Linked DNA regions of Mus musculus: all the other regions are linked to region 1. Evidence: chromatin contacts called from public ChIA-PET, Hi-C, HiCAR-type, HiChIP or PLAC-seq and promoter capture Hi-C data. All regions are on one chromosome and are shown on one strand. Each heading gives the region's core, a stretch centred on a gene start, on an enhancer-like site or on the middle of the called end of the contact. The rest is flanking DNA. Distances are from core to core; before and after follow the strand shown. Region 1 holds the start of Bcorl1 (BCL6 co-repressor-like 1). Region 2 holds the start of Ocrl (OCRL, inositol polyphosphate-5-phosphatase). Region 3 has its middle 46 kb from the start of Apln. Region 4 has its middle 19 kb from the start of Apln. Region 5 holds the start of Apln (apelin). Region 6 has its middle 20 kb from the start of Apln. Region 7 has its middle 36 kb from the start of Xpnpep2.

The links. Promoter capture Hi-C pulls out the DNA fragments that hold promoters and counts their contacts. Hi-C and Micro-C count contacts between places; a contact is called where the count stands out from the background. ChIA-PET counts read pairs in DNA pulled down with a chosen protein or histone mark. HiCAR-type assays count read pairs that join an accessible place to other places. HiChIP or PLAC-seq counts read pairs in DNA pulled down with a chosen protein or histone mark.
Region 2: a promoter capture Hi-C map of embryonic stem cells shows a contact between it and region 1. The contact joins the promoter of Ocrl here to the promoter of Bcorl1 in region 1. A contact is called at or near these places in 2 of 39 promoter capture datasets (embryonic stem cells and maxillary cranial neural crest).
Region 3: a Hi-C map of uterus shows a contact between it and region 1, with 5 times the contacts expected there. The contact joins the enhancer-like site here to the promoter of Bcorl1 in region 1. A contact is called at or near these places in 17 of 39 promoter capture datasets (the 3T3-L1 cell line, 3T3-L1-derived adipocytes, the C10 cell line and 9 more), 6 of 484 Hi-C or Micro-C datasets (cortical neurons, embryonic fibroblasts, embryonic stem cells and 1 more), 18 of 115 datasets of contacts at active chromatin or transcription factors (the 230-238 cell line, the SCID.adh cell line, SST interneurons and 13 more) and 3 of 9 other capture datasets (adipose tissue, embryonic stem cells and liver).
Region 4: an H3K4me3 HiChIP or PLAC-seq map of embryonic forebrain shows a contact between it and region 1, with 2.9 times the contacts expected there. The contact joins the enhancer-like site here to the promoter of Bcorl1 in region 1. A contact is called at or near these places in 15 of 39 promoter capture datasets (the 3T3-L1 cell line, 3T3-L1-derived adipocytes, the C10 cell line and 10 more), 3 of 484 Hi-C or Micro-C datasets (bone marrow-derived macrophages, cortical neurons and embryonic stem cells), 14 of 115 datasets of contacts at active chromatin or transcription factors (the 230-238 cell line, the NIH/3T3 cell line, the SCID.adh cell line and 7 more) and 4 of 9 other capture datasets (adipose tissue, embryonic stem cells, liver and 1 more).
Region 5: a contact with region 1 is called in an H3K4me3 HiChIP or PLAC-seq map of embryonic stem cells, with 15 read pairs. The contact joins the promoter of Apln here to the promoter of Bcorl1 in region 1. A contact is called at or near these places in 12 of 39 promoter capture datasets (the 3T3-L1 cell line, 3T3-L1-derived adipocytes, the C10 cell line and 7 more), 9 of 484 Hi-C or Micro-C datasets (cortical neurons and embryonic stem cells), 12 of 115 datasets of contacts at active chromatin or transcription factors (the SCID.adh cell line, T-cell acute lymphoblastic leukemia, bone marrow-derived macrophages and 5 more) and 1 of 9 other capture datasets (adipose tissue).
Region 6: a contact with region 1 is called in an RNA polymerase II ChIA-PET map of memory CD8 T cells, with 6 read pairs. The contact joins the enhancer-like site here to the promoter of Bcorl1 in region 1. A contact is called at or near these places in 2 of 39 promoter capture datasets (cranial neural crest and pre-B cells), 3 of 115 datasets of contacts at active chromatin or transcription factors (embryonic stem cells, forebrain and memory CD8 T cells) and 1 of 9 other capture datasets (adipose tissue).
Region 7: a HiCAR-type map of embryonic stem cells shows a contact between it and region 1, with 3 times the contacts expected there. The contact joins the enhancer-like site here to the promoter of Bcorl1 in region 1. A contact is called at or near these places in 3 of 39 promoter capture datasets (embryonic stem cells and pre-B cells), 6 of 115 datasets of contacts at active chromatin or transcription factors (the 230-238 cell line, embryonic stem cells, large pre-B cells and 1 more) and 1 of 9 other capture datasets (liver).

Annotation. Positions count from the first base shown.
Region 1 is chrX:48,339,019-48,343,416 of GRCm38.p6, reverse strand. Bcorl1 (BCL6 co-repressor-like 1) reads right to left here and starts at 2,059. Exons shown (of 15, transcript NM_178782.4): 1 at 1,934-2,059; 2 at 537-616.
Region 2 is chrX:47,910,581-47,914,978 of GRCm38.p6, reverse strand. It overlaps Ocrl (OCRL, inositol polyphosphate-5-phosphatase), which reads right to left and starts at 2,523. Exons shown (of 24, transcript NM_177215.3): 1 at 2,288-2,523; 2 at 1,931-2,010. The coding sequence starts at 2,326.
Region 3 is chrX:47,986,246-47,990,643 of GRCm38.p6, reverse strand. No RefSeq gene overlaps it. Among named protein-coding and RNA genes, the nearest start is that of Apln, 46 kb to the left of the region's middle. Within about 2 kb of position 2,058, at least 19 of the 459 cell types and tissues checked have an H3K27ac peak or open chromatin away from gene starts, as enhancers often do. A contact at or near this core is called in embryonic fibroblasts and uterus, where this site is marked.
Region 4 is chrX:48,013,830-48,018,227 of GRCm38.p6, reverse strand. No RefSeq gene overlaps it. Among named protein-coding and RNA genes, the nearest start is that of Apln, 19 kb to the left of the region's middle. Within about 2 kb of position 2,202, at least 45 of the 459 cell types and tissues checked have an H3K27ac peak or open chromatin away from gene starts, as enhancers often do. A contact at or near this core is called in cortical neurons, embryonic forebrain, forebrain and 2 more, where this site is marked.
Region 5 is chrX:48,032,963-48,037,360 of GRCm38.p6, reverse strand. Apln (apelin) reads left to right here and starts at 2,508. Exons shown (of 3, transcript NM_013912.4): 1 at 2,508-2,922. The coding sequence starts at 2,856.
Region 6 is chrX:48,052,958-48,057,355 of GRCm38.p6, reverse strand. No RefSeq gene overlaps it. Among named protein-coding and RNA genes, the nearest start is that of Apln, 20 kb to the right of the region's middle. Within about 2 kb of position 2,670, at least 163 of the 459 cell types and tissues checked have an H3K27ac peak or open chromatin away from gene starts, as enhancers often do. A contact at or near this core is called in adipose tissue, forebrain and memory CD8 T cells, where this site is marked.
Region 7 is chrX:48,070,499-48,074,896 of GRCm38.p6, reverse strand. No RefSeq gene overlaps it. Among named protein-coding and RNA genes, the nearest start is that of Xpnpep2, 36 kb to the left of the region's middle. Within about 2 kb of position 2,311, at least 11 of the 459 cell types and tissues checked have an H3K27ac peak or open chromatin away from gene starts, as enhancers often do. A contact at or near this core is called in embryonic stem cells, where this site is marked.

The sequences.
Region 1 (4,398 bases), core at 810-3,309:
GTGGTAGCTGTAGCAAGCTGGGCAAAAAGATAGACTCCCAAGAAAGGCGGAGGCACTCAATCCGCGGGGCTCCAAGAGCTCCACGCCCCCCACCCCGATGCCCCTTAGGAGGGAGGTTGAGGAAGGGAAATGATCTGGGCACTGGGGCCAGAGGCTTGGTTGTCTGCCTTCCTTCCAACATTCTCCACCTTATGCCCCAACCTGACTTTCTCAGGCCACTAGTGCCAGAACCAGTGTGCAAATCACTCTTTGAACCATCCCCAGATCTCCCCTGCCCTGGTACCACAGAGCACACGTATTCAGTCCCCTTTTCCCAGGAGCCTAAGGGAGGCTCCCCTTGCAAGCAGGGTGTGACTCTTCCATTCTTCCCGCACCCCCCCCAGTCGCCACCCTCCATCTCCTTCCCCGGAACCCTCCCCGAAGTAGGGGCTCGCCTTTCTCTCCCCGCCAGGAAAGAGTCCTGGGGGCGACTACCCACCTCTACTCTTATACTGGGCCCCAACCCACCAGCATCCCCTTAGTCGTGTCCCCCTTACCGAAGTATTAGTGGGGGCGGCCGTAGTTGGACTAGTGTCTACTTTCCCTCTGACACTAGCTGTCCTTCACCACGCTGACCCTGTGGAAACACAGAGAAGCAAAGCACATTAATGCTCCCGTATCCCACCCTCCACGTTCGAGCCCCCACAGAAATGGTTCATAGTAAAGAGGTTGGTACTGGAAGTGAGCTGAGAGTAACTCCAGTCCTCAAACCCCATTCTGGTCATGAAAATCCAGGGATCCGTCCCTTTCCTTAAAAGCCATCAAAAAAGCTTGGATCCGGGGCTTAAATTATCTAAACCCCAGGTCCACACCATGCCAAGCAACATTACCTGGCAGGAATAAGACACAAACTAGGCTGCCCCCAAGGGAGGGAAAGTGCAGCCCTCGACGCCTTCCACCCCTCCAAAGCATACCACTAGGAGATTTAGATGGCCAAGGATAAGAGGGAGACGGAAGGGGTGCTGGAAGATTGGAAGGATTGTGGTGGGGAAGGGTCCACCGACCCCGAAGAGCAGAATCCAGATGCTAAGAGGTGGAGTGGTGGGGTGCGGCATATTGCAGACGGCGTCTTCCCTCGGTTTTCCGGGAATCGCCTGGGAAGCCCGTCCAACACCGGGAGTTGCTTACCAGTCAGTCCCCTAACCCCATTTGTGCGCGGGAGGCGACCGGAGCCCAGCTGGGAAGCCCGGGCACAAACTCCGCGGAAGCTGGCCTTCGCCGCCACCGCCGCCGCCGCCGCCGCCGCCGCCGCCGCCGCTGCCGCCGCGCTGCCTCGGGCCTCCCTCCCTCCGCTTTCGGCCCCGCAGATCTACCTTCGCCCCCGGCCGAGGCCAGACCCCGCTTGCAACTCCACGCCCCTACTCCACCCCCTGCTCTCCCTCCCCTCGCCCTCTCCTCCCGGTCGGGCCCAGCCCCTAGCGCCGCCCCGCCCTAGCGCTCGGTCCAGAGCCCAGCAAGTGCCCCGAACTCGCCCCCCACCCCCACGCCCAGGCCAGCCGGGCCGGGCCTGCTCTCCCCCCTCCCGCTGCGCCCCGCCCCCCGAATCCACGTCCTACTTCGCCACCCAACTCGGCCCGGTCCCGGTTCGTCCCGCGCCCACGCCGCCAGAGTCCGCGGTTCGGTCCGGTGCACGGTCACCCACCCCGCCCTTGCCCGGGTGCCGGCCTGCCTGCCCTCGGCAGCCCGCCGGAACGCGCGGTCCCTATCTGAGTCCGGCTCGGGGTGCCGGCCTCGGTCCTGGCGGCGGTGCAGCGTCTCCACGAGGGCTCGGATCACGCAAGATCCGAACCCGCGCAGGGTGGGGGCTGCGAAAAGCAAGTTTCTTTATCCTCCCCCCCCCCGCCCCCGCCGCAGGGCCACGCCGTTCCCGCCCCCGTCACAGCGCCCCCTTCACCTGGGCAGAGCCCCCCGGCTGCTGTCGCAACTTTGCTCTTCTCCACACCGCCCGGGAAGCGGGCGAAGCGGGAGTAGGAGGGAGGTGGCGGGAGGGGGGGTGCTGGGATCAGGCCGCTGGGCTCCCGGAGGACACGTGGGGGAGGAGGGGAAGGAGGAGGAAGAAGGGGGCGGGCCTGCACTTCTCGGGGCTCCCCCCTACCAGCCCCAGGGAAGCCGGAACCTCGCTGGGCAGCCGCAGACCCCGCACTGGCCACGGGGAAGAACGGAGCCACCTTTCCCCAGCCAGTCCTCCGCTCCAGGAAGGGGGGGGGGGTGCCGCAACGCCGTTCGGGGTCGGAGAGCGATCGTTTTCGCTCCTGGTTGATGTGTAACACGCTCTCCCCGTTTTGTTGTTGGTTTTTTTTCTTTTCTTTTCTTTCTTTCTTTCTTTTCTTTTTTTTCTTTTTTTGACTCGGTCTATGTAGGAGGGCGGGGGTCTCGCCCGAGGGGAACGCCCCCGCCAGACACCCCGCCCTTCCTCCGGGCCCCCCACTTCCCCACCCTTGGCGACCTCCGCGCGTGGTTCTGGCGCTCCAGCACTGAGGCCGCGCTCAGGCGCAGTCCTAGCCCGGGCGCCGAAGTGGGACAGGTGCTAGGGCAAGAAAAAATGCCCGGTCCTCGCCGCCTCGCCTCGCCTCCCGAGTCCGCTCGGCCCACTCTTCGTGGCAACCTCCCAGGCTGCAAAAACCTTGGGTCACCCTCAGTGGATATCACTTGCTAGGGTGTGGAGGCATCTGGTTTGGCGGGGAGACCCGAGGGAGGAAGGGACGAAAGGTCTATAAAGAGGAAAGCTTGCAAGACTTTGCAGAGGGAAATCTGCCTAGAAGGACCTAGGGCTTGGTTTCTGCCTGCTTTCCCTCTGGGCTCTTGAGACACCAATCTGAGTCCCCTGACCCTTCCCCTTTACCCTAACGACCGCCTGCCAGGCCAAGGGAGTATAAATCCTTCCTGTGTTTATATCGCCGGCCATCCCTGAGACTTGAAGGGCTTATAGGCTTGTGGACCACATTCGAACTCTGCTGACTTACATTAACTCCAAGGAGAGAGGCTTTGAGGAGGGAAAGCTGCTGCTTGACATGACTTTCAGTCTTAGGTTGTTTCTTAGCAGCTCCAACCCTGATCTGATGGTGAGGACTTCCAAGGTATTGTCTCTACCCAGAGGGTATCAGGAAACATAGTCAACAGTTCCTAAAGGATTCGAAACAGGATGTGAAATAACAGGAACTTGGGAAAATAATCTCTATGTCCAGACATATTGATATTATTTAGTATATATTTATCTATGCTAAGGAAGCCAGAGAGGTCATTTGAACTAGAAGGAAACCCTGCTGAATTAATGACTTTCTCTTCTCCCTACCCCCACCCCCCATTCCCACCCCTCTAGGCCCAGAAGTTCCATCTCTGAGCTAGGGGGTGTTTTGTTTTTGTTTTCTTCTTTGTGAAGTCTTCATGGATGGCAGTTGAGACTTGCCTGCTGTTCCCCTCACCTGGTCTGAGAGATGTATATGAGAGCAGCTAAGGCTCTGGTGGTCTTGCTATTGTCTGAGATCTGCTGTTAGTACCCCAATTGCCTGTCCTCACCACCCTCACCACTAATTCGAGCAATGTATATATAGTAGGGCCACCCAATTTTCCCCCTTTGGGAATCTCTTCACTAGTTATTTTACTTGGCCACACCTGCCCTCCAGTGCACACACCCACACACCCACACCCACATTTAAAAACTGTTTTGCACCAAGCAAAAATGAGGATTCAGAAATATGTTTGAGTTCATCAACATATGAACTCAATATGCATCACTTAACAGGGAAATCACCTCCATGTGCCTTGCTCTTGCCTATCCTGCTTTAAGTTGTCTGTCTTCGCTGATTTTAATTATTCTGGTAATTACTAAATCGCCACTAATCTTAAGGCCTTACTTAGGACCTTAGGGTTACTCTGCTCCCCATTTTGAGGCTGAAATGGATGTTAAACACATCAATTTTCACTAGTCTGTCTCTTACCATTTGACTGCAAAATAAAGGTTGGGGAGAAGACGGTTGCTTGGTTGCTTCCTGGGTGAAGCTGGAGCTTTTTTGAGCCCTTTCCTGTTGGGGACCAGACTTCCTGTCCTACAGGAGATGATGGGAAATCAAGGATCAGTGTGGGGATAGCTGTGAGAAACCTTTAAAGTATGGAGATAACAATGATTATTTTATTTGAGGCTCGCACCACAACATAACCATAATAAAAATGCCTTGCCTTTGTATAGCATCAGAGTGTTTACAATGCCCTTATGTGATTCAATTTGTTTCTCACTATAGTTCTTGGTTCTGTTATTGAGGAAACTGAGTCTCTTAAGCCTCTATGGGTGGCGTGCTCAAGGTCACAGAGTGAGTTTCTGAGCCAGGAATCCCAATAGTCCCGATGCCACATTTGTAATTC
Region 2 (4,398 bases), core at 1,274-3,773, 430 kb after region 1:
GTCAGAGATGAAAAAAATCTTTAGGGCTTATAAGTGGTACTATATATTAGGTGTTTTCAGTTCAAAAGAATGTTCTCTACTGGGCATGCTAGTGCACACCTTTAATCCCAGTGCTCTGGAGGCAGAGGCAGACAGATGTCTGACTTTGAGGCCAGCCTGGTTACAATGTCAGTTCCTGGACAGCTATGGCTACCTCCAAAAAAATACACTGTCTCAAAAGCAAAAAGTAGAAATTTTCGCTGTGGAATTCTTAACTATGCCTCATGGATTTGGATCTCAGCTATGCAGCTTTGTAACTCTGAGTAAGCCACTTCACATCTATGTCTGTACCTGTAAAGGAGCATGATAAGTGCTTAACAGTCTTCAAGCCATCTCGTTAATTGTGGGCTATCCTTTTATTAGTTATATGGACTCAAAACACAGGGATTTAATTTCTCTGTGGGGAACTAGAAAAGAGCCCTCCCCTTGCCAAGTTTAAAAGTTCTAGTTCAAGAACTTAGACAGAACGAGTTACTTTTCATAACCGGCTGCTGGCTCTCTTAGTAGAGTTCTAAACCCACTGACCCAGGGGACAAATATCTGTGTTGTGGTTATTCCAACAGTGTAGCTGTCCCAGTCAATTCTTAAAACTTTGGGTTTTATAGAAGAGGAAACCAAGATACACAGAATCTACCTGTTTGTGCAGGTTACACTTCTACACACCATTTCTACCTTTCCCACGTGGAATTGCACCTTTTAATTCACTATTCTATTGAATGTACTCTTACTAAACTAGTCTTCCTGGATTTTATCAAGTCTACGGAAAATAACATGAATTTCTTACATCAACAGGACCAACCAAGCAGGATCTAGGGACGAGCTACTTCATGGACCTAGATGATAATCAGTTATAATAGCACCCATAGCTGCAGCTACGTTCAGGCCAGGCTAGTGGGACTTTCCTTCTTTGTGAATTAGACAGCCTGGGACCAAGGATTTAAAAGTAGAGTCCAAGACACTTTTTCATGCAGAATCCAGTGTTAAGAGATGGTAGGAACTAAGTGATCAATACCTGTTAAACTGGGGGGAAAAATCTATTCCCAGAAACCAGTGAACCAAGGGAAGTAGCTTGCACATATACAGCGATAGGGCACTGTGATATGAAACGGTCACCGTGGAAACTTTAAAGATGAAGTATTAGTGGCAAGGGGGCAAGGTTAGCAGCTGTGGTGACTGCTTATGAAAATAATCATCTGCTCAATCAGTCATCTGTATTTACTGAGCTGCCATCATCCCAGGAAGAGTTGGAGGTGACATGCACTGAGAAAAATGTCAAATGCCATTCTGTTTCTACACATTTCATTAACTTTGCTTTCCAAATAGTCCGGTCCAGTGCGACAGTGGCTGCCCTGCGCCAACACATTAGTGAATTAATGCATTTGCCTTCAAGCAAACGGAAAAAAAAAAGAGGATCTGGGGACAGGAAGAACCAGTTGAATGGGAAAAAAGACATGTCTGTAACATTAGCAACATAGCATTTCCATTGCACTTTTACTTGTAAGCCACTTTTGCCTGGGTGGTCCCCCAGTTTTATCTCCAATAGCCATAAGACAGTTTATGGTTTTATTCAACTCAAGAGGAAACCAAGGCTCAGAAAGCTTGATTAACTTGGGTTACACAACGCATGTCAGTTACAGACAGGGTGAAGGAACTAAGAACCCAGGCTTCCTGCTTTCCTGTCCATTGAGTCCATCCACTGAGCCACAGGGCCCAGGAGTTATCTAGTAGCTTAGAAGTTGGGGGTGGGAGGCCCTGGCTCAGGCAGCTCACTCTACACACCTAGCTGTGAACCTGTTGCCCTCTTGGCCAAGGTGGGTGGCTCCCTGCGGTTTCAGGCTCAAGGAGGTTTATAGAAGAAGGCGCTCTCCTCGGTGGGAGTCAGATTACTTACTCATACTGCCCATTCCTCCGGGCTAGGGTCAGGACGCAGGGTTCCCGGAGGGGACCCTTCATCTCCAAACCCGCCACCATATGCAGGCACTGGTCAAGGATCTCTAATTTTTCTTTTTCTTTCTTTTCTTTTCTTTTTCTTTTTTTTTTTTTTTTTTTTTTTTTTTTGCAAACGCAGCCAAATTGGGGTGACGCGGGGCCAGACTCATATCGTCAGCTCTCCTCAGCTATCCCAGCGTCCACTCCTGAGCAGGTCCCCTTTCCCTACTCTGCTCGCCCTAGGACATGCTGCACCCCAACCCGCACCCCACGCCCTTACGGCCTCCCTTCCCCTTCCCCCCTTCTCTCAGACGGATACTGCCAGGGGCTGAGCTCCAATCGGGAGCCGCGGCTCCATCAGGGCGGCCTCCAGGCTCTGCGGGGCTGCGGACTGCCAGCGGATTCCACGACACCACCTCCTGCGGCCTGCCGCCGGCCTGCCTCGCCTAGGCGGAGAGGAAGGGCTCCAGCGCTGGGAGCCTGGAAGCCCGGGAGCCCGGGAACCCGGGAGCCCGGGAGCCAGCCGGGGAGCTTTAGAGCCGGGAGGAGAGAGACTGACCAGAGAGAGAGAGCGGCGCCTCCCGCCCCCGCCCGCCTGCCAGGCCGCCGCAGATTTCGCCCCCTGCGGCCAACCTGGGGAACTGCAGCTAGGCACCCGAAGGACTTGGGGACTCCATAGCAGGTCCCTCTTCAAATTGCTATCTGCAACATCCTAGAAGGGATCTGAGGACTTTGAAGATGCTCAGAGAAAAGAAACTGCTACACCAGTTGAACTGGGCCTATAGGACCCACAAGCATACTATTCTCCCACCCCCAAATCCTTAAGGTTTTGAAGGTTATGAAGCCTTCTATTGATCATCGTTTAAGGTGTTTTCTCTTTCCATTTCTTTCTTCTATCCCCTAAATTGGAAAATGACTCATAGCTCAGCCTTCTGTTCTTCTATTTCCCATTTTTCATCCTCTCCAGGTGACTTCCAAGTGTATAAAGTTCAAGCACACAGGGTGAGTCTAGGCCTCTTAGTGTAGCCCATTGTGAAAATACTTCTCATTGACAAAACTAACTCACCTTTTCACTCTGCCACCAGCCCGGAAATTTAAAGCTACAAGCTATCTTCCTCTTATCTTCTCTCCTCCTCCCCACCCCCCACCCCCCCCCCCCCGCCATCACTCTACTATGATATCCCATCTGGGTTACTGAATTTCCCTCCAAAGAAATCCTGTTAGTTGCACTTCTCCTTTAAGCTAGCTTCTTTCTTTCTTTCTTCCTTCCTTTCTTTCTTTCTTTCTTTCTTTCTTTCTTTCTTTCTTTCTTTCTTTTTCTCTTTCTTAAGATCTATTTATTTATTATATGTAAATACACTGTAGCTGTTTTCAGACTGCTCCGGCCCCACTCGCCCAGCCCTCTTGCTGCTTTGTTCAGACACCCAAGAAGAGGGCATCAGATCTCATTACAGATGGTTGTGAGCCACCATGTGGTTCTGGGATTTGAACTCAGGAGCTTCAGAAGAGCAGTCAGTGCTCTTAAGGGCTGACACATCTCTCCAGCCCCTCCTTTAACTTTTCTTCTCTGTTGAAAGCCACCAAAAGTGCTACTATTTCAGTTGTTTGAATACAGACCAGTGGAATGGAGAATATAGCGCTCAAATACACCCACAGGCTTATAGAAGATTAATACTCAGTATATATGTCATTTCCTATCAGTGAGGGAAGAATCTATTCTTCACTAAATAACACTTGGGATATTGATTTTTCCACATGTAAAATTGTAAAATTTGATTTTCATCTCACACCATGAAAAGGGAAATTAATTTCAGGATATCTTATAGTTGGTAGACAACCTGAGCTTACCAGACAAGCTGTGTGTGCTATGGAGAGGTAAGATTAACCAAGCACTTTAGAGCCCAAAAGATCACAAATGAGTCCCAGATATTTGACAGTAAGCTTTTTATACTTTTGGATTTGTTTTGTTTTGCTTTCACCTGATTGTAATCATGTTCTGGTTCTTCTCTCTGGAATAAGAAGGCATGGAACTTGTTTTGGATTTTTTTTCCATTTTTTATTAGGTATTTAGCTCATTTACATTTCCAATGCTATACCAAAAGTCCCCCATATCCACCCACCCCCACTCCCCTGCCCACCCACTCCCCCTTTTTGGCCCTGGTGTTCCCCTGTACTGGGGCATATAAAGTTTGCAAGTCCAATGGGCCTCTCTTTCCAGTGATGGCCGACTAGGCCATCTTTTGATATATATGCAGCTAGAGTCAAGAGCTCCGGGGTACTGGTTAGTTCATAATGTTGTTCCACCTATAGGGTTGCAGATCCCTTTAGCTCCTTGGCTACTTTCTCTAGCTCCTCCATTGGAGCCCTATGATCCATCCATTAGCTGACTGTGAGCATCCACTTCTGTGTTTGCTGGGCCCCGGCATCGTC
Region 3 (4,398 bases), core at 809-3,308, 350 kb after region 1:
GCTGGATGGATGAGTTTGAGTTCTTCCAGTTACTGGTATATGTAAAAGCAAAGAAGCACATTTGGAGGAGTATAGGGCATTTGGTCTGTTGGGGGCATAATGTGGATTCAGGGTAACAGAATGAGATGAAGACGAGGGCCAGGAGGCATTAAGGCAGAGATAGGTCTTGTGTGTCCCGTGAGAAGCTTGGACTTGATTCCTGGGTGAGCAGGGATTTCATGGTGTTGAGTAGTAGTGACAATGGCCATGTCTGAATGTCTGTAAGTTCCTTTTGGCTGCTTTGTAAGGGATGCTGGGCTGTGAAGCTGGTCTGGTTGCTAGGTTTAGAAACAAAACAAATGGGAAAAAAAGAGAAACAAACAAAATGAAACACAGATGGTCCAGTTACATTTGAACTTTACAGAGAGAATGCTTTAAGTGTGTGACCCAAATGTAGTACAAGGTAGAAACTGATTCTATGTACCTGAGATTCAAATTCAACTAGGTGGCTTGTACTCTGTCTGTCATCCCAGTCTTAGATTTATCACAGAGAGATGATGGTTAGTGGCTTGGGCTATGATGGAGAGAGAGAGTTGAATAGAAGTGGGAAAGAACTTGGAATGACAAGGATGTGGGATCATGAAAGAGAAGGAGGTGTCAAACATGACAGTGTCCACTTTTGTCCCTTGGCAGCCTGCTGGTAAAGAGCCTAAGGTGAGATCCTTTGACTCAGCCATGCCTGGGGAAGGTGCTCCAGGCTGAATTGCTCAAACCCTTCCAAATCACTAGCCTTCTTCCACGGCTCACCTTACAAACAAAGCTACTTGTGACCAAACCCCTTCCACTCAGAGAACTGACATGGGACTGTCACAGTGTGGTTCCTCAGGATGGACATGCAGTCCCTCCAGGTGTCTAGGCTGGCCACCACAACAGATGACTGCCCAGTTCTCCAATACATTCCTGTCCCTTCTAGAGTCACAAGAAGTCAAAAAGAACCATGGATCTCCTCCACAGAGGAGATTGGGAGAATGTACCAAGAAGCAATTCTTGAGACTCAAAGAATGGGAAGTGAGAGAAAACCAGGTGGCATCAGGGGACCTTGTGGGCTGGCACTTTTGACTGGTCTCATTACCAGGGTTGTTAGGAATAAGCCAGGTTTAGCAATTTGTCTTCAATAGGCCAACTGAACAAATAAGGAATAGTGAAAATTTGCAAGAGAAAAGGGTTTTACATATGTATTCAATGCACAAGTCCTTAAAAAAAAAAAAAAAAGTCTGAGCCAGGCAGTGGTGGTGCACGCCTTTAATCCCAGCACCGGGGAGGCAGAGGCAGGCAGATTTCTGAGTTCAAGGCCAGCCTGGTCTACAGAGTGAGTTCCAGGACAGCCAGGGCTACACAGAGAACCCGTGTCATGAAACCTCCCCCAACCCCTGCAAAATAATAAAACCAGAAAAGGACAGAAAGGCCTGGTGCCTATGCCTCCCCATGTTCATCTTCTGGGTACTGTCAAGTAGATTTAAATAGAGGACTAGAGATATGGATAACTAAGCAATGCCATGGTCTCCCCCATCACTGACCCTTCATTGTCCGCATGAGCTCTACCCTGTCTCTCCTGTAAGGTGGTCTGACAGGTTGTCCAAACTGTGTGGAATCTTGGGAGCTAAGTTCCTCCTTTGGTTGCCACCATGACCTCTGCCTTTCCTTTTAGGAGCATGTATCTCCTATGGGAAACGACTTTATGGGTGCATTGTTTCAATCAACTTATAGCCAAGTTGGGAGGGTCCCAAGCTTCTCTTTAGCGTATCTTCATTCTTATCAGGATGGCTACATCCCAAAGGGGCTGCGAAAAACTTCAAAAGGAGCCCAACTCAGGAACTTCAGCATCTTCCCTTGCTTTCAGATTTCAGGGGGCAGCCAGGCTTTGAGGCAGAGGCTGAGCTAATCAGTGCACTCCTGTCTCTCCCCTGTCCCTCCCCCTGTTTCAGGTGTCACCCAACTGAGGGGACCAGCACACCCCTCTGCTTTCCATCATGGCTCAGGTTTGGGTTGGTCTTCTATTTTCCAGAGCCAAGATCTGGATTAAACACAAAGTTCATTATGTGGTGTAACTTTAAACCGTGAGTAATAACAGCCGGGACAAACTAAAGGACGTCAAGCATGTAAGGAATTGCTTTTTAAAAAATTACTTCTAATTCTTTTCAGATTGTAAGATTTGAGTGTCTACAAGGATCATCCTGCTGGCTTCGCTCTCACGTTCCCGTCTCTCTCCTTTGTCCACAGGGTCTCTAGTTGTCTAACTTGAAAAATGAAGCAGGGATCACTTCATCTTTTCTGGGATTACCTCAGTTCCTGGAGCAGCTCCACGGCCTGCAAGTTTTCCAGAATGTGATCCTCCAGGGGATTGATGAATCAGGGGTGGGCGGCACCATAGTCATGACCCATGAGTTATGCAACACCCTAGCTATAGTCTAGGAACTAATGAACGATGTTTGCCCAGCGCCCTCCCCTCCCCCCCCAGCTAAGGAGCCTGTGCTCTTCCCGTGTTAGTAAGACCCACTTCTTGTATGAGCCTCTGGCATGCTCTGCTCCCTCTGAGACCATCAGCTTCAGCCCTGCTTCCTGGCCAGCTCCAAAATGTACATGTTGTATATACACATTGTTGGCTCCTCTTCTTTCCAGCCGAGGAGTCTGCTTGCTGTATACTAGCTCCATCAAACCCTAACCCCCCAGTTCCCACAAGGCATTTGCTTATCTTCTGTACCTCTAAACTGATCATCCATCCAGGGACCTCATCAGGCAGAGGAAACTCTTCAGTCTGCAGCGGTGGGAATTTTATCTTGTTCTCAGGGTATGGGATGGATCCAACTCTGGATGGATTCTTCCAGATGGCGATCCAGTTGTCCCAGCCCTGTTGATTGAGTGCAGACAGGAGAACCAGTTCAGTACAATGAGAGGCTCACAGGGACTGAGGAGGAGTGTGGGAACGGCAGGTGCACCAGTTCACAGTCGCTCCATGCTCACTCCAGCTGTGAGTGATGAGGGGCGAAATGGCTGCTCAGAACCATATTTGTTAACTGCCGTTTCGTTGGTCTTCTGAGCATTCATGTATGAATTCTTTTGAGTTAAATGATGGATAGCATAGACTTGCTACCAAAGATTGTGCTAAAGGGCCCTGCCGCCACTTGGTAGGGCTCAGAGCAGAACAGTCTAGATTACAATGTTTCTCTGAAGGGCCAGGTAGTAAATGGTTTTGTTTGTGAGTCACTGCCGCAACCATGCAATTCTCTCATTGTAGTAAAACACAGTTATAGATAACCTGGAAAAAATAGCATTGCTGTGCTCCAATCAAACTTTGCTTACAAAATTAGATGGTATGTTGGATTTGGACCATGGTTTGCCAACCCCTGAGAGCCTCTAGAACAGAATTCTACAGAATTTGTTCACAGGAAAATCATACATTAGTCATATTGTATAGTATAATACTAAACATTATCACCAAGAGTCCTTGTGGCTAGGCAGGTGGGCGAGGCTTCTGGGTAAGGTCCCTCAGAAAGTATACCCTGTGTCTACTTTCTCCAAACAGGTTATTTTGGCATTCTGGGTTTCCCAGGGTGTCCTTGAATTTAGTATAAATCTCATCAGCTAGGGCACTACACAGAGGTGTTCACTCCAGTCCCCCTCACCACTTACAGCAGACTATTTCTGTTGGTAGGACTGTAGTGGCATTCATTGAGGACACAGAAAACTCAGGAAAGGTTTGGCTGCTTTGGTTTTTTTTTTTTAAATGATGGGTTCAGTCCAAGATAAATGTGGGGCATCTGGGCGGAGCTCTCTAGTCTGTAGTGACATATAAGTATTCACTTAATGTCAACTCAACCCGTTTTATGCTTTCATAGAAAGAGAAAATACTGGTGGGAAGTATTCTGAATGCCACTCACGCTCGGGCCAAGCAATTGTGTTCAGGGAATCAATGTGAGATGTCGCTCTGCCATCCCTTTAGCAGCTGTCAGTTCTAACTTATGTCTTGTGGTATGATTATCTCCCTGGAGTGAGCATGATTCCTATATTTAAAGAGATCAGTGGGTGCCAGGTGGGGGTGGCATAACACCTTGAATCCCAGCACTCGTGAAGGCAGAGGAAGGTGGATCTCTGAGTTCAAAACCAGCCTTGTCTATGGACTGAGTTCCAGGACAGCCAGGGCTATACAGAGAAACCCTATCTTGAAAACACACACACACACACACACACACACACACACACACACTCCACAGAGACAGTCAAAGACAGAAACAGTGACAGAGGTAGGGATGGAGATTGGAGGTGGGGAGGAGGGGGAGGGAGAGGGAGGGAGGGAAGGAGAGAGAGAGAGGAAGGAAGGGAAGAAGACAGAGGGGGGCACTCACACATTCTGGAACATTA
Region 4 (4,398 bases), core at 953-3,452, 330 kb after region 1:
ATCATGTCACAAGGCAAGCCAGTGTTTATTGAGTACTGACGTGCTAGGTGCTATTCTGTGTGCTTTCCTTCTACCATACTGATTGAATCCCCAAGACAACGACACTAGGCAGAAACTCTCACCTCCATTTTTGTGGACGTGAAAAGCAAAGCTCAATGTGCTTAAGCAAATTGCCTATAGTCACACAGTTAGTAAGCTGTGCCAAGATTTAAAGACTGCAGTCTACCTCCAGGACTATGACTGAACCATCTATACAATCCTTGCTGAGCAGTTGCTTTGTCTCTGCTTGCTTACCTCCAGTAATGAGGAGTTCATTACCTCGAAAGGCAGCCTGCTTTGCCAGTGGACTCTTCTGGCAAGTCTACCCAGGTTTTAGTTACTCAGACGTCACAATGATCTAAGTTTCCTAAAGATACAAGTAAGGGAGAGGTTATAGCAGATATTCCTCTTGTTCATCCTCACACAGCAAATCTGAGGATTTCTTTGAGCTCAGAGAAATCTTGATGTCATTTTGGGGGAGGGGCTGACGTTTAGTGATACCTCTCCTCTTATCACAGAATTCCCCCAAGGGACCTAGGCTTCTTTGTTACCCCATGGTCCTGATACAGTGACTGAGAACCAGATAGGGTTGAAGCGGGAAGTAAAAATGGTTCTATCCACCTTGACCTTCTTTTCAGTTGAGGACAGTGGATGATCAGGCCTTGTCTCTAGTTCTAACCCTGAGCATCCACAGCACCGAGTGTATTAATAGATGCTCACTAATGCCAAATGAATGAACGAGCTCCAAGAGTGTGAAGTGCAAGCCCACAGCCTCCTTTCTGGCTGGCCTCAATTTCCTGCAAGAGTTAGTTTTGCATCCTGCATTGAGAGCCTTAAAAGCAGCATTTCCATGGTAACAAAGCATAGACTTGCCACTTTGAAGGGCCAAATTTTTTTCTGTCACACAGAATCTGAGCTTACTCCAGAAAAAAAAAAAAAAGCCCTAAATGCCTCCAGTGTCTGAGTAGCAGGCAACTGTTAGTTGGGAGACCTGAGGAATAGGCACTGCCAAGGGCAGATCCCCCAGAGCATATCTCCTCAGGGAAGTTCTTGGGCCCATCAACAGCGCTGGAGTTTCCATGGTAACAACACTAGGCTAATGGGTTGCCAGGGTGACAGCGCGCTACTGCTAAGATTGCACGGGACTGGACCACACAGGGCCACTGAGTTGAAAAGATGCTAATAACACCTTTCTGAGTCTCTATGACAACAACACTCAAACACCCTGTCAGCTTTGTCCTGAATGCAGATTAGACCCCTACCCTTCACCCTCAGCAAAGAATGCCCTGAAAGGTGGGCCCCCTAGCCCAGTGTGCTTTGGATTGTGCCCCTGCTCTTCCTTTCCAGAGGGAAGGGAAGGGAAGGCCCAGAATTGTTTCCTTCCCTAAGGAAACGAGACTCATTTTGCTTACCTTACTGATTCTCAGACTGCCAGGTTAAAAGAGCCTGGGTCTACAAGAAGGTCTGGGACAGGAACAGGGCTTGGCCCGATAGACGTGGGAGCAAATAGAGCTTTGGCTACCTTCTGGGCCCAGTGCCTCTCACTGCGGCTGTTTTCAGGCTACTTGGGTTCATGTAGTCCAGGAGCAAAGCCAGGAATGCTGGGCCAGACTTTTCAAACTCTTTGCAAAGCCATAGCCCAGATAAATTGTATCAAAGCTCTCGGCATCACCAATTGAGTCTCACTCTTCTTCCTACCAGTGTCCTCCCACCCCAGGCACCCACAATTCTGTGGAACACAATTTGAAAAGTCTCAACTTTGGATCATTTCTAACTTGGATTCTTTGATCCCAGAGACTACTCGGGCTTCTAGGTTTTCTACCTGTTTGTGGAGTTGGTTAAAAAAAAAAAAAAAGGTGTGTGGGGGGAGGGGAGAGAAGCTTCTATTGTGTGGCCAGGCAAAAGCATTTAGGGCAGACTTTCCAGAATTGGCTTCCACACTTGTTACGTGCTAGCCAGTAGTTTAGGACATGCTTTCTGTGTTAGCCATCATGTCTTCTTCAGAACAAGCCATCAAGGCAGGCATGACTGACTCCATTTAATGAAGGACAAAGGAAGCTCAAGGCAGGGAAAAGGGAATCCCGGCGCACCAACCTGGGTGAACATCTCTTCACAAGGGGTGCTACTTATGAGTTCCAGCAGAGAATTCTGTGAGCAATGATGACCTATGACCTCTCTCTGGTGACAATGAGCTGAAACAGGTGGATCCATCCAAGTCATTAGAGACCCCTTACAGCCCCCCCCCCCAAGGCGCCTGTCATTATCCACATGCAACACATTGCCTTGTCAGGGGAAGTATTATCTCTCCACAATGTTGCACAGCTGCAAGCTGTAAAAGGCATATGATCTTGTTAGAACGTGGATAGCTATGGTGATTCCCAGTTACCATGGAAACTTAGGAAGGTGTATGGCCATCAGCTGCACCAAAGGTCTGTCCTTATTTGGTGTGGTGGGACACACCTAAAATCCGAGGACATGGAAAGCTGAGGCAGGGGGTCTACAGAGCAAGACCTTGTCTTAGCTCGAACTCAACTAAATTAGCAATGACCAAAAAAGAAAAAAAGTTTGGTAGGGTTAGGAGGATAGATCAGCAAGCAAATCATTTGCTGTGCAGGCCTTGTGACCTGCGTGCAGTTTCTGGAGCCATGTAAAAGTGGGAGGAGAGAGAGAATGCTGCCAAGTTGTCCTCTGACTCCCACATGTGCTGTGGCAACTGTGCGCTTGCATGCACGCCACAGCCACAATAATAACAAATAAAATTGCTGTAAAAGGTCTGTAATTATCCCTTCAGCAGCACAATCCCTTTCACACGTTTTGAATGTATGGACTTATGGCTCCAAGTGTGTGAACTGCTTGCCAAGGGCTCCCCCCAGCACTTCACCTGGACTCCATCCGCGCGGATCTTTCTCAGGATGCACCCCTCCCTCCACCTCAACGGTCTTTCTTTTTTTTTTCCATTAAAATTGTTTTCATTTATTTATTTTTATGTATATGAGTGTTTTATCTGCAGTTGTGTCTGTAGACCACATATGTGCCTGATGCCAAAAGAAACCAGAAGAGGGCATTTGATTCCCTGGAGCTGGAGTTACAGACAGCTGTGAGCCACTATGTGAGTGCTGAGAACTGAACCCTGTCCGCTGGAAGAGCAGCCAGTGCTCTTGATCACTGAGCCAGCTCTCCAGCCCCTTTCTGAACATTCTTCCAGCCTTGAACCCTATAGTTATTTCTGGCAAGATATTAAACACTGTATAATTCATCAACCGCAAAAAATTGTTTCTCGTAATTTTGGAAGCTGGGACTCCAAGGAGAAGGTACTGGTGGGTTAGGTGCCCAGTGAGGCCTGCTGTCTGCTTCAGGATAGCACCTTGTTGTTGTCTTCCAGAGTGGAAGGGCATTGTGTTCTCAGTTGGCAGAAGAATAGAATTGGATGCCTAACCCCGTTCTCAAGCCATCTTATAACTTTCCTAATTTCTTCTTAAGGGTTCTACCCCATGACTTACCTCATAAAGACCTTAACTGTTTTCAAAAAGATTTTATTTTATTTTTATTTATATAGAAGAATGTCTGCATATGGGTATGTGAATGCAGGTGCCTATAGAAGCCACAGGCATCATGTGCCCTGGACCTGCTGTTATAAACAGTTGTGAACCACTCAGCATGGGTATTGGGAATGAAACTTGGGTCTTATTGAGGAATAGTGAGTACTCTCAACTGCTGAGCTACTTCTCCAGCCTAAAATGCCACCTCTTAATTCCATTGAACTTAGAGGATTTATTTAGTTCACAGTTCTCCTTTGAATTCTATCTGCCACAGGGTCACTTTTCTGCTTCTCCTTGACTGCCTCTTATAGATGCATAGTTGGTGCTTAATAAGTGTCAACTGAACAGAGATGAGGACAGATTGCTATAAACAGCCTTCCTCTGTTTCTTTGTATTTCTTCTACCCTGGTTTTGTGTCTTTAAAGCTCTGCTATTTCTACAAAGGCCAAAGAGGCTCATGAAAAGTTTTCACTTAGGGCTCAAGATTGAGTAGGTCTTTCCCCTTTGACAGGAGGCCAGGGGGAAGGCACTTAAAGCACCATGGTATGTGCAGGTCGAGTGGAGAAGTGTGGGTCTCCATTGTGACACTTCCAAGTAGAGTAGCCATGAAGGGGAGTGGCCCCTTGACCAGCAGAGGCAGCAGCCCTCCTCCTACAAGCCTTCTTTCTCCAGGGTGGGGACAGTAAAGCCAGATGGCCTGGATTCCAGTCCCAGTTCTGCCACTTAGCATCTGTGCTAAGGTATGGAGCTGAGCAGTTCCTTCTCATGAAGCTCCCATATGCTAATTCTCGGGAGATGATGCTTGGAACCAAGAAAGCAC
Region 5 (4,398 bases), core at 1,259-3,758, 310 kb after region 1:
CTTCCAAAAAGCTCCTTTGAAAACTATCACCTGGGGGTTTAGTTCCAACAAGAGTTTAGAGGGATATATACCTGTACTGTGCAGAAGAAGCCTGGAAGCCTCAAAGGGGCATCTGGAGCCACACTGCATAGGTAAGGAATTGAGGAGCAGAATTTAAAATTGTTAACCAAAATCTCAGGTTAGGAAAATAAAAAGACACACTGCGCATACAAATCCACAGTACACAGAGGTAAGTAAGTTAACTGAGCAGCTAAAGAGCCGATGGTAATGATGTAAGAGACCATGGAACTGTATAGTACATTGCTGATGTGGGGGGACTAATGACACACTGCTCTCACGGAGGACAGCCATCTCATCTCTGTTCCCAACAATACATACACCAGGCTGTGTCCCCTGCCTCACATGGATGCTAACTCTTGTCAATGGGCCATGTTCTATGCTGCTTAGTACCGTAGCCACCAGCAATGCATATATGGCTCAAGCAAGTGAAATATGGCCAGTATGACCAAGGGACTGAAATTTTAACTTTGTTTAGAATGTGGTTATTATCTATCATATTAGAAAGCAGTATTCTAGCCACTCAGCGAAAGTCATGCACATCCCAGTAAACATGCAATAAAATATGAAAGTTTCTATTAAGTTTTGAGAGGCACTTATTTACATGTGCACAGGCTTGCTCCGTCAGGAACGGGAGCTATGTGTTTCCTAATAGTGACTCTGTGAGGGCTTCTCACTTTGTACAGTGCCTTCAGACACATGATCTCATTTGTCCCTATAGCACCATGGAGTGGGAAGAGCAGAGATTATCCTTGCCTAAGATCCAGTAAGTGTAGGTAAGGGCAGTGATGGCCTACAGCAGCTACATCTAGAAGACAATGTTTCTCGTTCTCACTGAACTGTTCTTTCCTGTAGGAGAGGGGAAAAAAGAGTGACATTCTACCCATGCTGGCTGTTCATATTCAGGGTCCCTCAGGTGAAGAGAGATTCTTCCTGGTTCCTCTTCTATTCAATATGGCCAGTTGGACCGCAGACGACCATCAAGAACCCCACCTTATTCCCATCTGACTCCCTTGACTTATTTGAATAGTTACTCTTATATTCAGAATCATATATTCTGAAGCCCGTTAGCTCTGAGGCTGTGTTCTGGGCCTGGAGCTGCATATATATATATATAAAAGGTCACTTTCTTGTGGACAGTTTTGGCAGAGAGACTGATAAATGTATGTATTGGAACGTTGTAACATTTCAAAGATATTTCATACTAATATAGCATACCATTTCACATCTTCTGCGGTACAGAGAAACCCTGTCCAATGTACCTTTTGTGTACATTTGGATGTACACATGGAGCAAACTGCCTGGCTTGCTGCAAGGTGGGAACACCTTTTGATTTAGTCTTTTAATATGTGTTGAGTGCCACCTATGTGCAGAGAATGATATTGGGGACTTTGGAGAGACCTGGAAGATTGGGACCGTTAGGGTCCTGTCTTAAAGAGTTCCCAATCTGGTGCATTTCTTTGGGGGAATCCCAGGCTGTAAAAGGAGCTAAGCATCTAGAGTAGAAAGGCAAATGACTCCAGGCCCTCTTATAATAGGGAATCCCAGTTGAGTGTAAAAGAAATCCAGCTGAGTTTGGAAGGAGCTGGGAGGATCCTCCCTACAACGAGACAAAACTAAGTTGGGGTCAGCTCCAAGCAGCAAGAAGGGGAACATGGTAGAACCTGCAGAATGCCTCCCCACAGTAAAGAGGAACCAGGGGGTAGCATCTCAGGTTGGGCAGGGACAGAACGGTGGCCTTTAGATTGGGTGGGATATTGAGGTTTTGCTGTATGCATAAAGAGCTTGGTCACCGAGCCCACCAGTCCAGGTAGAAGGTACTCGCTAGGGGACAGCAGGAGATATGAATGGTGGTTACCTAAGTTTTATGCACAACCTAGGCAATCACCCCCAATTCTAATTCAGTTGAAGATGCAGAGGAAAAAGGCGGAGTAGGGGAGGTCTTGAGCAAACCCATACTTGCGAATGCAGTGTCAAGGAAAGAAAAAAAAACATAGTTAGATTCGGAAATGGAGGGAGGGTGTTGTGGGCAGCCCAAATAGGGTCCTTCTGCAAACGCCCAGGTATCCTGACAGCTGTTAAGGAAACCCAGGTGAGAAAGGGTTAAGAGTGCCCCTCACTGTTTCAAATGGTTTACGTGTTTGAAATCCTTCAGGTCTCTACAAACCCTCTGGACCCCGGCCAGGCAGGCATTGTCCGGGGAGCAGTTGTGGGTTGTCCGAGCAGCCGCTCGGCCTTTGTTGTGGGGCCACCTCTGGGTTCTCTCTCGCGCCCTGGATAGGGCTGCAGCATGCTTCCCGGGAGGGGGGCGGTGCGGGAGGCTCACTCCCTCTCCCTCTTCCTGCCTCTCTTCCCCCCCCCCCCAACCCCCCCGCCTCCTAATGACCACATGACCAAGTGGGCTCGCGGCCAAACCACAAGCTACAAAATGCAGACCCCGAAGTGAGCAGGGAAGCATTCTCTCTAACAGCCTGGACCAACGGGTAGTTGGGAGTCGCGGGCAGAGCAGCGTCAGCCACTTAGAGAGTTTTTGCCGCCGACCCGAAGCCACCAAGGCCAGCTTCGCGGCGCTGCCCCGCGGCGGCAGAGAAGGCTGCACCAAGAGCAGAGGCAGCGAGCAGGAGTGGGGCAGGCAGCCAGCGGTGCGGCTGGGGCGCTCACCCTCCCGCGGTCCGGGAGCCACGCGAGCTCCGTGCCCGCACGCGCCAGCCCCGGCTCGCGCCTTTCTTTGCGTCCGGGTGCCCTGCCTCTCCGCCCACTCGCCGGCTCCTCTGGGCTGCCGCGGACCGAGTTGCAGCATGAATCTGAGGCTCTGCGTGCAGGCGCTGCTGCTGCTCTGGCTCTCCTTGACTGCAGTTTGTGGAGGTGAGTGCGTGCCCTCCTGCTCGCTTGGGGCTCTCCCGAGGTGCAGCCTGCGCGGTCCTCTCTTTCCGCCCCACGCGCGCTCTTCCCGCCTCCAGGGAAACATGGTGCGAGCCTTGCAGGAGCAGCCACGCGCCAGCCACACCGGGAGGCCTATTGACAGGGCATCTGGGGCCACGGGGCGACATGCCATGTAGGCTTTGCTTCCTAGGACAGCGCGCGCGGGAGGGGGGGGTGTTTCATGATTACCTTGCATATCACCACTTAGCCCCCAGCCCCATGCCCCTCGTAGTTTAAAGTACTTAGGACCACAAACTTACACCTTATGTCCTGCACCCTGCACCCCAAGTGGGGGTGGGGGGAGAGGATGGCGGTATGTCCAGCTCACCTCGTGAATCAGTGGAGGTGGCTGACCTGAGCTGAGTGGGGTCAGGACTCCATGTTGAAGGTCTCTGGGTCTTAGAGTTTAGGGGCCGCTGGCCAGTCCAGGGGCTCAAGCTACTGGAGATGATGTGCCAACATGTAGACGTGACACTTGTTGCATAGTCAGGAGCACGCTGCGGGAGCGGGGGCGGGGGCGACCGCAGTGGCTAGTGGATCCCAGCTGTTGCTCCTTTAGCCTATGTGTAAGCAGAGGCAGCGTCCTTAAGGCAGATCTGGACTGGACAGAGCCAGGCTTATCTTCTGTACTCCAAGGTCCTGGATGATTTTGTTCTCTGCTCCATTGTGGGACACCTGGCCCCACAGCGTTCATCTCTCCGGAGACTTGCTTCTTCTTTATTCTGGCTTCCCCTTCCACTCTTGTCTCAGGTATAACTTCGGTCCCCAGTCTCCCGGTACCAAAACCCAGGAAACACAGGAACTTGATCTGATAACCTCGGTGCAGCTCTGGGAAACGGAATCCCTTCACCTCTACCTGTATTAACCCCCTACCTGGAAATTCTCCACACCAATAGATAATCCCTTGTCTACTTCAGTCCCCGGGTCCTCAGTGTCCCAACAGCCCCTGCCCGGTCTGCCTGTCCTCTGTGGGTCAGAGCCTCCTGGGGCTGCCAGCTCCCACCTTCAGCTGCCCCAGTCCTGTGATCTGGCTGTCACAGTAGCCTGCCTGGCACAGCAGAAAGGGAAGGCCAAGACCAGGTGGACAGTTACTAGTGCCAGGGCTGGAGTCACAGGGAGGTGAGAGTGGAGAGAGGGAGTGAACAGGACAGCGAGTTTCCTAGAGGAAGGGCCCAGGAACTTTCTTAGTTTGAACACCCCCTCTCCCCAACCCAAGAACAGGAGGATGGCACACTGCCCAGAAGCCTCTGGGGTTCTGGCCAACTCTGCCTGCCTCTGTGTAGCCACCTCCTTTCTGCTCTTTTGTTCTTTGGCATTGCCCCGAACTCAGAACACTGTCGGGCTTCTCAGGAAAGTACATTGGCCTGGTTGATGCCTCCTGCCTCCAGGTGATTTCCTGCAAGACCCTAGCACCGAGGC
Region 6 (4,398 bases), core at 1,421-3,920, 290 kb after region 1:
GGGTGGGGGAGCTTCCTGGGAGAGGAAGAAACCATGAGGTTACTACTACTACTACTAATATTAATATTAAATTTTCTGTGCATTGGTGTGTTGTCTGCATGTATATCTGTGTGAGGGTATTGGATCCTCTGGAACTGGAGTTACTGACAGTTGTGAGCCGCCATGTGGGTGCTGGGAATTGAACCCAGGTCCTCTGGAAAAGTCGTCAGTGTTCTTTTTTTTTTTTTTTTTGCGGGGGAGGGGGTTTGAGACAGGGTTTCTCTGTATAGCCCTGGCTGTCCTGGAACGTACTTTGTAGACCAGGCTGGCCTCAACTCAGAAATCCGCCTGCCTCTGCCTCCCGAGTGCTGGGATTAAAGGTGTGCCCCACCATGCCCGGCTTGTCGTCAGTGTTCTTAACTGTAGTGCCATTTCTCCAGCCCCACCATGAGGTATTTTATCAAAAGTCTTTAGTGAATGAAAACGAAAAAAACAAAAGCAATGGAGGTAGGGGCAATTGTCTGGATGTTGAAAGAGCCAGACATTAAACATTAGCATTCTTCTTCAAGACCTACGTTAGTTTCCCCTTGACGTTCAGTAGTCTTTACCCAGGTAATCTTTACATTGTTTGGCTTTAAGTACTTCCCTCGATCTTTTTCATCTCCACGGTCCTGCCAACTATTCAATCACCTAAGCTATCCTAGACAGAGTCCTTATATTTATTTTCGTGTCCAATTTGTTATCAAGCCTTGTTGATTTCCCGTTTTAAGTAACTTTTGAATTTGCCCACTCCTGTCCACCATCCTGACTGGCACTGCCATCACCTCTCATCTGGTCTAATGCACTACCCTCGCCCATCTACTTGGCCCATGTCTAATCTGTTCAACCACCTAAAATGATCCTTTAATTTATTTCAATAATAATAATAATAATAATAATAATAATAATAGCAGCAACAACAAGTGTGTATGCCACTGTACAGCTATAGAGGCTGGAGGATAAGTTTCAGGAGCCAGTTCTACCTTCCACCCTGGATTCTAGGGAGCTTGTGTGGCAAGATTTGGTCCCTGTTAAGCCATCTTTCCAGCCCCAAAGCGATCTTTTAAAGCTGCAAATTTGGTCCCACCACCTGTCTGCTTGACCAAGTCTGTCTCATTCACCATAAAAAGCATTGTGCTCAGTGCAATAGAATAGCTCAATAAATATTTGATAAGCAAAGGGGTGGATGTGAGACCGAGTGTTTGAAACCAGGTGGGTTAACTGTGTTCCTTGGTCACAAACTGAATTCTTCATCTTGCTCATAAACTTAATCCTACAGTTAGGCACATCATGAGAGAAGAATGGCAGACTACAGCCTAAGGGGACGGGCTTTCTCGTAGCTGCCCATTTATACAGGAGCTCTCAATCCTGGCTGCCTATTACAATAATTGATTTACACAGTGATCCCTGCCTGGTGTGGTGACACATGCCTGTAATCCGAGTACTACTTTGTAGGCTTTGTCCAGGCTATGGAGCAAGATCTGTCTCACATACAAAAAGCCTACCTTCCATACTGACAGTTAAGTCAGTATAGTGTCTGGGGTGGGAGCCAATTTAATTAGGTTTTGAAGAATCGGGTGGTTTTAATGTGCAGCTTCAGTTTGGACCAGTGTTATTCTTGTTCCTCATAGTGTGGGGGCAGTAGCATTACTAGGAGGTTATTGAATATTTGTGTTGCTTTTAATTGGGTATATGTGAGAGAGGGAACCTTGTACATGATTGTAGGCAGGTAAGGTGGTGGATGCTCTGGATGGAACTCCGGTTGCCTTCAAGAGCAGTGCATGCTTTTAACCACTGAGAGGTTATAAGAGATCTGCAACCCTGTAGGTGCAACATTATGAACTAACCAGTACCCCGGAGCTCTTGACTCTAGCTGCATATGTATCAAAAGATGGCCTAGTCGGCCATCACTGCAAAGAGAGGCCCATTGGTCAGGCAAACTTTATATGCCCCAGTACAGGGGAATGCCAGGGCCAAAAAATGGGAATGGGTGGGTAGGGGAGTGGGGGGGGGAGAGGGTGGGGGGCTTTTGGGATAGCATTGGAAATGTAATTGAAGAAAATACGTAATAATAATAAAAAAGAAATGCAGTCTGGGGCCTCAGCTCTTTTAAGTCAGAATCTGTATTTTAACGAGGACATAGTTAGTGTTTGGAAATGCTGTCAGGGAGCCAAGCAAGAGGGTACCGAGTTAGTGGTGCTCTTCCTAGCTTCCAGGGAGGGGTATAGCTGCTTGAAATGGGAACAAATCTCCACTCCTTCTCAGGTCCGGAGCTTAAGGGCTTGCTGAAGCTTTTGGCAGGCTGCTGGATTTGCATGCCAGTGTGAAAGAGGTCTTCGCGTGGACAAAATCCTCGGTCTGAGTAGCGAGAACAACGCAAAAGTAGGCACCCTGTCCTGAAACCAAGAAAACTGGGACTGGCAGACTGTGCTAGTTCGGAGTCCTCTCTAATGAGTGGAAACAATAGAATAAAGACCGCACTCACGGTGCTGTCACGTCCCTGTACCCAGCTAACCACAGGCCTGGCTTGGTCGTAATTGCCAGCCAGCACTGCAAAGCAATGCTCGTTCCGGGGACCAGCTCACAAAGCCACCGCTCTCTGTGATTCTCTCCATCAGCTCCACCCCAAGGCTTATCGCTCTTCCCAAAAGGAAAGTAAAAGCGATCAGGATGTTCCGGTTCTGCTTCTGGACTGGTTTCTGAATGTCATTCCGTTTCTCTGCTCTTTGAATTTTTTTTTTTTTTTTTGATTCTTAGAGCCATTTAGTTCCAGGGTTTTCAAAGCAGCAAGCATGGGAACTCAAGACCTGGCAGGGTCCTCGGTCCTGTCACCACCACAGTGCCTACACCTCCTCCAGTCCTCAGCCAGAGCAGCAGTGCCTGGGCACGACTCCTGAAGCTGGGACAGGAGTGGCCATTGACTCTCAAAGGCATGCGTGCGTGCTGGCAGTTCACTGCCCTGGTCAGGGCGGGCGACGAGCGTCTCTGCAGACCAAACTAATCCTCTTCCTGGGCCTGTCTGGCACAGCCCTGCGCCACCGCCGGTCTGTCTAAGTACCACGCCAGGAAATGTCTTTGTACTGGAAAGACCCTGCTGTCTGCTCCAGAGTGTGGCAAACGTGTGAAACCAATTTGCACAAGCCTTGGGCGACAGAAAGCCTTGTGTTCTTTTTAAAGAATCTGGCCTCGGAATGACAATTCTGGATTTTTGTTGTTGTTGTTTGTTTTTAAACAAAGTCACCTGTCAGCCGAACAACCCCCCCTGGGGGCCATGAAAGTAGAGGAAACATTTAAACACCACTGGGGCCATTTGGTGGCAGTGCCCAGAACCTAGCTTCTCCAGAGCCAGCTGTTTGCTGTGTAACTGAGAGCCGAGTCCTCTAAGGACACTCAGGCCATTGGGTAAACACTTTCCTCTGTCTCTCAGGCAGCTGGTTTTGAATGGTGGCAGTTGCCTTTGGCTGGGAGGCAAGAGCACCCAGCTGTTGCCTAGCCATTGAGCCAATCTGCCTCCTTTGGTCCTTTTGCTGAAGGGCACATAGATTCTGCAGAAAGCAAAAGCCAATCTCTCAAAGGATGGAGAACACACACACGTGAAAGCAGGGGTCTGCTTCCTCCTCAGCAGTAGTGCAGGCATGATCTCCATCGATGTTGGCTCCTTCAGGTCTTCACTTCCATCTACTTTTCTCATCTCTGGCTTTTGCTGTCGCCACACCATCTCTCTCGTTTTTTCCCCTTCCTGTTTGTTCTACCTGTTCTGCTCTTGTAGTCTTTCCTCTTTTCTTATTCCGTAAAAAACGCACCGCCCTTATGTTAAGTGGTAGCTTGGCTGTGTAACGCAATATTGTAGACCGGTTGACTTAAACTTCATAAATCACCATTCTCACGATTCTGGAGGTTAGGAAGTTCAAGCCAAGATGCCAGCATGGCCAGGTGAGAGTCTAGGGAAGATATGGAGTATGTGTGGGGGTTAGCTTCTTGTTTCTACAAGGCCACACTTCTGTCTGATTAGGGTCCCATCCTTATGGTCTCTTTAATCTCAATTACTTCCTGAAGGCCCACTTCCAGACAAAAACACATTTGCGAAATTAGAACTTCAGCATATAGCGGGGTAGGATTGGGGCCATAGCAAGCTCTTATAGGGACTATTGGACCATTAAAGGCTAAAATAGGGGCAAGACAATGGTATAAAGAGATGTAGCCAGTGTTGTTACCAAACTGTGAGCAGAGCACAGTATATAGAAGGGTCAGGGTGTAAGAGGTGTCTAAAGATGTCAAGATGGACTTGCTACACGAGGTGCTAATTGATCTGGCCCTTTAGGCAAGAGAAATAATTTGACAGATGCAAGAACAAACTTTCAGGCAAAGCAAATTTTAACA
Region 7 (4,398 bases), core at 1,062-3,561, 270 kb after region 1:
CTGGCATGGTGCCCGGTAAGTAGCTGGTGCTCAGGAGAAGCTGTCGGAGCAAACACAGCTCCTTAGACTCTAGGTATCATGTGCATCAGTAGAGTGCAGATCTCCTGTGTACCCTGCTCAGCTGCCAACTGGATGAGACTAAGGTCTGTGAGAGAGAACTGAACATGTAAGGCGCCACAGAGGGTTGGAAAGAGGTTCATCTAGAAGCCACTTCTCGTGGTTCCCAGCCCAGTGCTCTTTCCACGTCATCTATTTTCTTACTTGTCCTCCCTCCCTTCTTTCTCTCCCTAAAGCAACTTCAATACCCAGGGTCGGAGATGGACACAAGCATTCGATCTCATTCTCTAGCTCACGGGTTGTTTTACTGTGCTCTGCTGGTCTCTCCAAGAGTACTGGCAGCTTCTTTGAGGCAGCCATTTGCAATTCTGCATTCTCTGCTCAGGGGTTAAAAGCACTGACTGCTCTTCCGAAGGTCCTGAGTTCAAATCCCAGCAACCACATGGTGGCTCACAACCATCTGTAATGAGATCTACAACCATCTGTAATGAAATCTGACACCCTCTTCTGGTGTGTCTGAAGATAGCTACAGTGTACTTACATATAATAATAAATAAATCTTAACAAAAGAAAATCCTCACCAAACTGCTCTATGCTAATTATTAAGGGCTAGCTGCCTTGAACTTGGAAGTGCCAGCTCTCTCTGTATATATTGACACCAAATGGCAAAGAATGGACACCACCCCTTCTCTCAGGGAGCTTTCTGATTGGAAATGGAACATGAACAGCTCTCTATTACAGCAGAAGAATAGATCTCTCTTATTTTGAGAATAACTTGTTTTTCCCGAAATGTGTGTAAGAGTCCTACATTTGATGTGCTTGGGAAAATCACTCCTTGAAGAAATCTTATGGTGACATTTTTAAACTAATGATATCAAATCACTGAATTACTCGATTTCATCCGTCAATTCATCTTTTGCTTTATAGAGCTGAGATTTATTCACAAACCAATTACCCAAGGGAAAAAAATCCATTCATATCAAATGTACCTGTCCAGCCTAGCAAATACCGACAGTGAGTAAAATCCATATGAACTTGAGGGAATACCTGGTTCCTGCTTGCAGTCAATTGTTTTGTAAAGGGAAGAAACAGTGTCTGATGGCCCTACTGTGTTTTAATAGGGCAAGAAGCTGTGTGTAAACAAGACTGATAAAGCAGAAAAGGGATTTATTGAAGTGTGGTCATAAGAAGAAACAAGGGGACTACCAGTCTTTCTCTGGTGTTCTGGCCAGAGGTCTAGGTCTGTAGAGGGGTAGGAATTGGGTCGGGGAGCCAGAAGTATGGGTGGTAAACAGTCTTGGACAAACTGGTCTCCCTTCATCCTTATCTCAGCTATGGTTCTGGGGAGTACCATTGAGAGGGAGCTCCGGGAGGTTTCCCAACTACCTGAGGGGGCAATTCTAGATGACTAACTACCCTTAGGGCTAAGCTTTCCCGGAGTTTGAGATAAGCCGGGGAGGAGAAGTAACTCGAATGCACATGGTTGAGGAGTGAAAGCGAATCAGTTTTGACAACTACGGTGACATCAGGGTCCCTTTAATTTGCCAACAGTAAAGGATCCTCTATTGCAGTTCTTGTGAATTGTGTTATCTCTTCTGCCACTTCCTGAGTGACCTTGGGTAAATGAGTTGGCTTTTCTGGCCCTCTGGTTTCCCTGGCTATAAAATGGAAAGAGTCTCCTGACCCTTATCTTAAAGGATTGTTATGTCAATAAAAAGCCACTTTCCGTGTCAAAGAGTGAAGACAGATTGAGGTTGATGAAGGTAGGCACTGGGAGGCATTGAAGTTGCTACTTCCTATGGTGACCTAGAAGCACACATTACATTACACTAAGAGTAATTCTCTTCCTCGGGCCCTCATTCCATCCTAGTCCAGGCTGCCAGCAACTGCAGGAGCCTACTTCCAGCATGTGACTGCCTTCCTCCTTTGCTTTCCCACCCCTAACCCCTGTAGCCCCTGAGGGTAACCTTTAATTGATCCTGGATAGGAACCAGTGAACAATACTCTAGTAGGATGAGTCTTAGGCATGTGCTCAATTTCTTGGTGGGCTCCCAAGTGGGATGCTGCATGCCCTGGCAGCAACCTAAGCATTTATACGCTCTCTCTTTTTAAAAGATAGGTTTGTACGTTGCTCAGGCAGGCTTGAACTTGCTATATAGCCCAGGATAACCTTGAATTCCTGATCCTCCTGCCTCCGCTTTCAGGGACTGCTGGGATTACATGCTTGAACCACCACATGCTGTGCAGGAGATTAAATCCAGCACCATCCAACGTCCATTAGATCCAGGGTAAGCAATCCAGCAACTGAACTACATCCTCAGTCCTGCCCAAACAATCTCTTCACTGATTGTTCTCCTTCTTCACATTCATTCATTCCTCGTGCTTTTAGATGATACACCAGGCAGGAAACTACCCAAACTCAAGTGTCTGTGCACAAGTCTGCTTTTCTGAGGGAAGGGGAAAGGAAGGAATCTCCAAATAAAAACACTTTATTTCTTCTACAGTTCTCACAAGATCCAGGTGTGGGGAAACAAGAGCCTGGGAAAAGCTTGTTACAAAAGAAATGTAATAACCCTGTTGGACATCTGCTTTCAAAGCTCTTTTCTTGCCGAACCTCCTTGTTATTCAAAGCAGGAGGAGCAGCAGGGCCATCACCTGGGAGCTGGTGAGAAATTCAGAGCCACCCCAGCAGGCTGGATCCGAATCTGCATGTGTAGGAGCTCAGCAGGTGCTCTGTGTTGGAACTCTGCAGGGGCTCTGTGCGCACACTGCTGTTGGGCTGCTTGCTCTGCCTTACCTTGCTATCTTCCTGGCCCCCACAGGATCCCTGAAGACCATATCACTGTTTGTAGTGTGTTGAATAGTGTTTCTTTGAATTCATGCCACCCAGAATTTAGGATGTGGCCTGTTGGCTGATGTCACAGTAAGAATGGGCTCTCATCCAATGACCGCCATTCTCATAAGAGGGACTTATGCGTTGCGGGTGGGGAGGTGAGAGTGAGGATGTCTCGGGATGTGGGTCAGCAGTAGAGTGCTTCTCTAGCATGTGCCCAAGGTCATGGGCTCCATCTGAGAGAAAGAGAGAGAGAGAGAGAGACACAGAGGGGAGACAGAGAGACAGAGCCATACACACACACACACACACACACACACACACACACACACAGAGAGAGAGAGAGAGAGAGAGAGAGAGAGAGAGAGAGCGAGAGAGAGAGCCAGAGTGAGCCAGAGTGAGCCAGATGGAGAGAAACAGAGAGAGACAGAGAGTCACTGTGACGGGGACTAGACTTTGGCTACCTGGAAGGAGTAAGAAAAGATATTCACTTGAGCTTTTTCAGGGAATATGGCCTGACTGATACCTTGGTTTTGGACTTTTAGCCTCCAGAACGGAGAGAATTTCTTTTTTCTCTTCTGCTTTGACTTCATCATTCTCTTTCTCTCGGTAGGTTCAAACCCAGGGCCTTCACCTTCTAAGCAACTGCTGTGTCACTGAGCTGTATTTTCTATCCTTAGGGTGGATATCTATCTATCTATATCTATATCTATATCTATCTATATCTATATCTATATATGTGTGTGTGTGTATACATATATACACATATATATGTATATATAGTTTGTTTGCTTATTTATTTATTTATTTATTCATAATCTTGTTCTGAAGCCTGCCCGGGTGGCCTTAAACTCTCCATCCTTCTCTTTCCACCCTCCCAATGGTGGAATTGCAGGCGTGCATCACCATGCCTAACTTACTTGTGTGTTTGAAGCCACTTAAACAGTGGCACTTTGTTGTGGCAGCCCTAGGAAACTAGTCAATGATTATTCCCAATTTCACACTCAAGTATGTGGCAGCCAGGATTTAGCATAGGCACAATTAGGATTGAATCATCACCCCACAATGGATGCGGAGCCTCAGGGGGTCTTCAGCAGCATTTTCTCAGTTCTAACCTGGTCCACATTGTTATCGAGGATTTGGAGGCAGGCGTTGGGGCATAGAGCATGTAGATGGCATGGGGTTAGAGGTAGATGCTGTTTAACCTCCTGGGTGAGGTATAGGGACCCTGGAAGATTTGGGCAGGCTAAAACAGTGGCCTAAGACAATGATGGAACCCCACAGGGGTGAGAATAAAGATCCACAAGGGTTGCAGAAAGCAACCACACAGAAATGTGATGAGAGTGTCCTTGGTGGATGTTTGGTGGAAGGACATTGCAGCAGATGCGTGGGTAGGTTTTCATAACCACCAGCTTTCCTGGAGTTGAGGGAATGGTCCAGCCGATGCTAGAGGAAAGCTTTCCACTACACTAGTGGAAATGGCATAGGTCTCAATCAGTCCGAATGGC